Regions from separate parts of the Arachis hypogaea genome. Here region 2 is linked to region 1. The links are chromatin contacts, called in public Hi-C maps. All regions are on one chromosome and are shown on one strand. Each heading gives the region's core, a stretch centred on a gene start, on an enhancer-like site or on the middle of the called end of the contact. The rest is flanking DNA. Distances are from core to core; before and after follow the strand shown. Region 1 has its middle 17 kb from the start of LOC112741728. Region 2 holds the start of LOC112741729.

What was found. A called contact is a pair of places that touch in the nucleus more often than the background predicts.
Region 2: a contact with region 1 is called in a Hi-C map of leaf, with 2.8 times the contacts expected there. The contact joins the promoter of LOC112741729 here to the enhancer-like site in region 1. A contact is called at or near these places in 3 of 8 Hi-C or Micro-C datasets (all in leaf).

The regions. Positions count from the first base shown.
Region 1 is chr14:18,074,191-18,078,283 of arahy.Tifrunner.gnm2.J5K5, reverse strand. No RefSeq gene overlaps it. Among protein-coding and RNA genes, the nearest start is that of LOC112741728, 17 kb to the right of the region's middle. Within about 2 kb of position 2,438, at least 1 of the 3 cell types and tissues checked has open chromatin away from gene starts, as enhancers often do.
Region 2 is chr14:18,158,969-18,163,061 of arahy.Tifrunner.gnm2.J5K5, reverse strand. It overlaps LOC112741729, which reads right to left and starts at 2,322. Exons shown (of 2, transcript XM_025790819.3): 1 at 1,013-2,322; 2 at 384-827. The coding sequence starts at 2,165. The coding sequence ends at 1,020.

The sequences.
Region 1 (4,093 bases), core at 1,189-3,688:
TTAACTACTCTGCTACTTAAACCATATGCACCAGCCACTAACAAATTTTGTGCAGGTTACTTTTTCCTTTCCTCCCTTGATGACAAAAGGGGGAGAAAAGAAAAGGAATGTTAGTTTTGGCTGAATTAATAGTAATAGTTAAGAACAATATTTTGTGGTGCTATGATTTATCCTGTGTTGTGCTTAGTGTTAATTTCTCTGTGCTTCCATTACTGTGATATATTGTTTGGATATATTGGTCTTGGCTGTTTTTAAGTTTTGTTCAGGAAAAGATGTAAGCCATGATCAAGGGGGAACAATGCTAGCATTTAGGGGGAGCAACTCACAATCCAAATGTCATCAAAGGAAAGTGTTCTTAACTCATTTAAATTTCTCTTTAAATTCCCTATTTTATCATGTTTGTCATCAAGGGGGAGATTGTTGAGTCTAGTTTGATTTTGGGTTACATTGTGATGACAAACATTTATTTGGGTTGAAAGCCCAATAGTGTTTAATGTGTGCTTCATTGTGGCAGGCCCAAGTATAATAGCTTATGTTGCAGCAGCCCATCAAAACTAATTGAAAAGCAGCTCACATTGTTCCTTGGTATAGCAACCAAGTCCAACAATTCCTCATGGCACCATTCAGAAATAAAATGGCTATGTGTTGGCAAAAGAAGAAAAGAAAGAAAAGGACATCTGTCAACATCAAGGACAGCTGGGGCTCTAGCAAAACAACAAGACACAAGGACTCTCACCTCTCTAAGGACATACAGTAAAGCAAATCTCAGCAAAGGAAAAGCAAAACACAAACTTGCCAAGTAACAGAGGTAGTGGGTGAAGCTCCTCATATGGCAGAGATCATGGAGCAGGATGCAAAAGAAGAGCATGCCAAGGAAGAAAGAAACACCAAGGACAGCAGAGGTAGTGGTCGAGCTACTCCAGCAGCAGAGGTGGTGAAGCAAGATGAAGAAAGGACTGCATGCCATCAAGGACAACTCCAACGAGCAGCTGGCACAAGGAAATGGAAGAGGCAGAAATTCTAGGAAAGCTGAAGATATATATAAGAAGTCTCATTCCATCATTTCAAGTTAAGTAAGAGAGCACACACATTCAGAGCACCTTCTCTAACATAGAGCTGAAATCTCTTTCTTCTACTCAAGCTTAATTCTGATTTATTGTTATGGCTGTCTTGCGTTATTTTCTGTTTTGAGAAAAGGCAATTATGTGAGGTTCAAAAGCCAAGAGAGAAAAGGCAAGAGTGATGCAAAAATAGCCACTGTTAGTTTTTCTGATGTAATTTGGGTTTATGAACTAGGATTAGTTCCCCTTGCCAAGTTGGGTTAGCACTTGGTGAGAATTGAATCTGTGTAGATTCCCCTTCCAAGTTGGGATAGCACTTTGGGGTTGCTAAACTTTGGTGAAGAAAGCTTAGGGATAGATACTAGTTGAATTAGGGAGTAATTCAATAGTATTGGTGTATGTAATCTGAGAATTATAGTGAAAATTCCACCATGGTTTGTGGTGGAGACTGGATGTAGGATTCATGGCACAAAGAATCCGAACCAGGATACATGCTGGCCTCTTTCTCCTCTTCTCTGCACTTATAATTTTCTGCGTATGAGACTATTTTAAATAATCTCCTGCAATTCGAGCAACAGCAAAAACAGAATTTGAAACTTTAAGTTTTAAGCCAACTTGATTCAACCCCATTCTCAAGTTCAACTAGAACCATCAGATAAAAATTTAGTAGATTAATTTGATTCAACAAATGAATTTATTAAAGAACTTTTAACTATTTACTCTGAGAATTGTATTAAAATTACAAGAATATACCGTATATACGGATTAGTATTCTCTATTCAGTATTTCAGTGTTCTTCATGGACGGTTGATGACACCCTTTTTCTTTTACCTTTAATTATAATTCTGTTCAATAAATTTTTAAATAAAAAGAATGCAAGATAAGAAAGATTTGAAATGACCAAAAATTTTGGAGCAAAATATTACTTATTATTTTGCAGGAGCAATAATGCTTTGTATCCATTCATAGGAAAACAACTATATATAATTTGTAACAGATCAGATGATGATATAATGATAATAATTATTAGATGCTTAATATTAAAGGTGGTCTTGACTTTGAAACAAACATCCAAAAGACTAATAGACAAAAGCATAGACATGCACCATCATAATCATATAATAACCACAACAAGGTGTGTTGGCGTTTATTCATATCATCATATGTATAGTAATGTATAATCAACTTGACCTTATTTTTAGTGATGTACCAAAACGAGTTTGTGAATTATTAGTTAAGCCTCCTTAATAAGAGGACAAGAATGAATATCATCGTTAACGCATGAATTATATCAACTCACTCTTTCACCAACACATACAATCTTCTTGCTGATTTCAATTTGTATACTTCCCTATATGTATGAAATCGATTGATGTTAAAGTCCCATTATTGCTTCACAATCAAGTAATTAGCGAGATAACTGTACCATTTTCTCTCCTACCTACTAGCTTAGCTATAAACTTAGTAGTTAATTAGTAATTGATTATTGCAAATACAACTTTACATTAAAATGATAATGCTATTTATAGGTGGACCACGAGTTAAGTTTTAAAATAGTCTTAAAAATTGGTACTGTTGCATTAAATTGCCTTTGAAATTCTAATTACATTAATTATATTTTAAAAATTGGTAAAAAATGTACTATATTAGTCATTTATTTTTTATTAATGGCGTGTTGACATTGATTGTTAGTGACACATGTCACTTTATAATTTTGCCACGTATAATGGTATGATGACAGATTAATCAATAACACGTGACATACTGACATGGACGGTTGTGTCATGTGTTACAATATTATTTGTCCACGTGTCATCCACTGTGTCATTATTGTAGATAGGGGTGTTCAAAACCGATCCGGACCGAACTAAACCGATGGACCGAACCAAAAAACCGAAAATCGAATTAACCGAAAACCGAAAAAACCGAAAAAAGTGATGTTTTGCAGTTTTTTGTGGTTCGGTTCGGTTTTCGATTCTTGCCACCAAAATCCTAACCGAACCGAACCCAACCGGTTCTTAACAAAATCCTAAAATTAAAACTACCCCAACCCCACCCCCCCCCAAACGCGTTACAGGCTACAGTTGCGCGAGTCCCTCCCCTCCCCCCATGGAAACCTAACCCCGCCGCCCAAACCCCAGATCGGAGCCAGCCACCACATCTCGGCCACTCACCCAAACGGCCAGCAGTCACCCACCCACCCACGCACCCAAACGGCCAGCAGTCACCCACCCACCGCGAAGACGAGGACGAAGACCCAGTCACCCATCCACCCACTCCCTGATGCATTCTTGCCTTGTTGTTGGTATTGCTGCAATGCTGCTTGCTGGTTAATGGTTATTGTTCAATGTTCAGTTTGTTCAGTTTGTTCAATGTTCAGTTTGTTCAGTTTGTTCAGGTTAGTTTAATCATCTTTTTTTGTACGTTAGGATCTAGGAGTTCAATTTTAATATAAAGATTGATAGAATTGAATAGATTTAACCTGAAAAATGATATTAGGGATCTAGTTCAATTTTAATATAATCAATTAATCATTAACATAATTAATCATTAACATAATTCCTCACATGAATACAGAAACGGACAAAACAATGGGAAAATAGTAAATAGTTTGCCTTTTGCTTCAGATATAGGTGAATGATTGGAGTTGTTTTTTTTTTTTTCAATTTATTTGTAGGATCAAAGTTTTGAATTTGGCTTCTAAAATGGAGGCTTTCAGTTTCTAGTTCCTTGCTTGTTTATTGTTTGGTTTATTGCTGTTTATTGCCAAGTTCAATTTGTTGGTATAAAGGTTTATTACTTGTTCACATTTTCAAGTTTTGTTCTGTTTGGTTTATTGCTGGTTTAGGGCTGGTTCCTTGCTTGTTTATTGTTTGATTTATTGCTGTTTATTGCCAAGTTCAATTTGTTGGTATAAAGGTTTATTGCTTCTTCATTGCTTGTTTGGTTCATTGCTGGTTTAATTTGGTATAAAGGTTTATTGCTTCTTCAATTTGTTGGTATAAAGGTTTATTTGCTTCTTCAATTTGTTC
Region 2 (4,093 bases), core at 1,073-3,572, 85 kb before region 1:
ACAACATGACAGCTTTATTTACACTAACATTGGATTAAATAAATTAAGTTATCATCACACTTAGCCGTTGGTGCCATGTTCTTTTGCTTCGTCTACTGACAATAAACGTTGGAGAGAGAGATATCAAAATACTAAAATATTAGTGGAAAGTGGTCATGTACTTGCAAACAAAAGCCTACAATAAATGCTACAAACTTTGATTACAACAAGATCGTGTTGGTGAATACAACATACGAGGGACCACTCTAACTCTATCTATTCCCCAACTATGTTCCTCTAATTTGACTATTGAATATTGACTACTAAAAAAAATAACAAACCTTATTTTTGTATATAAACAAAGAGATATTCACATTATTACTCAAAAAATAACAACCACCATGTGTAATAATAAATAGAATATCATTAATAAGCTTAATGATTGATTAAATTGAATTTACATAGCATAGACACATAATAACATGGCTTAGCTAGTGTGATTCCCCCTACTTGGTTTTGTTTGCATCAACCAAACCAAACATGTGTATGCATGTGAAAATGTGAATTGAACAGAGTAGTCTACAATAATAACTTAAAAATTACATCATTATCTTACACCATAGCATCATACTGTGAGTACTGAAATTACAAGATGAAAAAGCTACAAAGAATACAACCAAAAGAAGCAGACTATGATGACACAGCGAAATTGAACTGAACAATGCATTGAGATAATAAAGTTCCTTCTCTTTCTATCTCTCTCCAAATAGTGTCATAAATGAATGGTAATGGGAGAGAGTAGAGTACTCCGTACCTGAAATGATGAATCATAATCCAAATCCAACCACCTGAATATATCTATATAATTAATTATAAATAAACAACTGTCCAAAAAAAAAAAAAACTGTGGCAGGAAAATTAAAAGTAAAGCTAAAACTAAAAAGGGTATTATGGTAGTAATAATAATAATAATAATAAACACAATACTAGAGTAATTAACAGAGCATAATAATGTTATTAGTATTGTGTATACTTGTGATTCAGGTTGAAACAGTGAGCAATGAAGGAATAGCAGATAAATTTGGTGATGATGATGATGCATTGTTATTGTTCTTTCTATCATTCTTGTTCTTAGAAGAAGCTTTGTTGCTGCTGGTAAAAGCTCTCATGGGACTTGCAAATGCCCAACTACTCCAACTTCGAACCCTTCCATGATCGGAAGAAACCCAATAAGAGGAAGAAGTGTTAGGCATCATCATGAAGCCACCGAATATTCCTCCACACTTGACTCTCTCCTTCATGCACTGCTGATTATGGTGGTGATGCTTGTTATGGTTTCCTTCACGCTGAGATTCGACTCTTCTGAGAGTGCAATCACCGAAGCCGTTTGAGATTCTGTCAAAGAAGTCACCGGAGAAGCTTCTGCTGCTACCACAGCCAACAGATCTGGATCTTGAAACCTTTCGCTCAAACGAAGAACAAACAGAAACGTAACCGTCGCTACTTTCTTGCAAACCGCCGGCAACCGTGGTAGTGGTAGGCTTGGTGATGGTCAACCCCGAAGTTGAGGAAATGCTTGCAGAAACCCTTGGGGTGGCGCCATTGTTGTTGGCATGAAGCTTCTTGGAGGAAGAGGAAGAAGAAGATGAAGAGAGATAGAGGAAGGACCAGAAACCGTTTCTCTTTCTGGGAGTGAAGTCTTGAATGAGTATATCATGGTTGTTGAAGAACTTGGTGTCCCTCCTTGGAGTTGCAGTGGACTTGCTGCGCTTCAAAAGGACATCAGCAGCAGCAGAAGTGGAAGAAGAGGAGGAGGAGGAGTGTTGTTTCTTCTTAGCACAAGTCTTGTTTGCGAGAAGAAAAGGGAGGCGGGAGCGCGTGTAGTGATCGGTTTTCTTGGTAGGGAGAGAAGAAGAAGGAGGAGGAGTGTTGCTGGATCTAAAAGAAGGAGGAGGAGGGGGAGAAGAAGGAGAAGGAGAAGAAGAAGAAGAAGGAGAAGAGGGTTGAATGGGAGCGGGGAAAGAAGAAGAGAGAAGCTTGCCAAGCTTGTCTTGGAGGCAGAAAGCACATATACCGCCGGCGTGGTTGTGGTGGTGAGGGCATTGTTGCATTATTCCGCAGTCAGGAACAAGTTTGACTGTTTTGGGATTATTTGGTGCTTCTTCTTCTTCCATGTGGTGGATCATAGATAGTTAGATAGATAGATATAGGCAAAGAAGAAGAAGAAGAAGAAGAAGGAGAAGAAGAAGTGATGTGAAAGAGTGAAAGGGGGCTATAGACGGTATAGTAGAGACTAGAGAGGGAGATGGAACGGAGGGGGGGACTCCAAGGAGCACGTGCAAGTGGAACACTTACTTTGGGAATTGTATCTACTATTATATTAAACAATAAAACTCTAAGACCATCTCCAATAGGAACTCATCTCAGTTTCTATTTATATCCCACCTGTCATAAAAAGTAACTCCACATTAACTTTTGCGTCATAAATAGTAAATAGGAACTCAAAGCATCTCTCTCTTTTCCATTAGGAGGAACTAACTTTAGTCCTGTTGTGGTCCTACTTAATTAATTAATTAAAATACTTGTAATTAATGTAATTAATTTTTTTTAATAATATAATTTAAATATTTAAATTTAAAAATAATTCACTATTAAAAGATATTAATATTAAATAAATTCATATATAACAATAATACACAATAGATAATTCGAGGTTACACTAAAGAAAGAGTTGAGTTGAGTTGGTTTGGATCCATTTTTTCGAACAAAAAATAATAGTAGCAGAATTTTGATTTCGTAAATTTGGAAGAAGATAAAGAAGAGTAGTAGATAGTGTGAAAATAGAAGTGTATCTAAGTGGTATATATAGAGTAACAAAATATTAATTTATTAATAATAAAGATAACATAATAACAGCTAGTTTTGCAACAGCTAATTTTACAACGACTAATTTAATATAATAATATAAATATAAATAATATTTAATATTAATTATTATATAAATAATTAATATAAATTATTAATTAAATAATTATTATAAATTATTAATTAAATAAAATTATAATTTTTTAATTTAATTAATTATTATAATTATTATTAAATTTAATATTATTTAATTATTTAATATAATTATTTATTTAATTATAATTTCATATATATATTTATTTAAAAGGTAACTTGCCATGTGGCAAGTTATCATTGGTTATGCTTGAGTCCATTTGAGTAGGGACTCTTTCACATTGAATTCCGTGAGGGAACTCCTCTCTCTCCTTCTTCAATGGTAAGTTCCTCAATGTGTCAGCAAAAAGGTGAATGGGGATCACCCATTGGAGATGCTTTAAGTCCCAAAAAAAAATAATAATAATAAAGCTCTACATCTAACTTATAATCTTAACCAAGTCTAATTAAGTATTTTAAATTAATGCATACCTGCCGAAGTTTCTTCTTTTTTTTTGTTATTTTTTTCTTTTGTTACCGTGATCACCAATAATATCATTATCTCATCTTCCTTTTTTTATTTGAATTTTTTTTCTCTTTTTTTCTTCTCCTCTTCCATCATCATCATCATCATTATTATCATCGTTATCGGTATCATCTTCTTCTTATACATATCACCGTTATCATTATCATCATTATTGTTATTGTTATTGTTGAATTTTTACCATATTGATAATGTTGTCTGGTCCAAAAATAATTTTTGATGTGTTTTTGTTCATGATCTAGTCTTGTTTATATGATTGTTTTCGAACTGAGTTAATTGTGTCGCAATTGTTATGTAATTTCGGTTTATTTCTGAGTTAATTATATCACAATCATTATATAATTTTGGTTCATTTATGAGTGAATTAAGATACATTTGGACTCGTTGTCCTGCACAACTCAAAATTCTCTCCTCATCTTCGGCTCATTTTTTTTCCATATGAAAAACATATGGGTGTAGTGCTTTGAAATGGACTAATAAACAAAATATTCACTGCTATGGTGTCAGCAACAAACTCAGCTTGCGTTTTATTTTTTCCTTTATTTTTTAATTTTTTTGTTTAGCATATTGAATCAAATGCAAGGTGCGTTTTGATTGTTGAAAGGTTTTTAATTTTTTTTATTTCATTGAAGT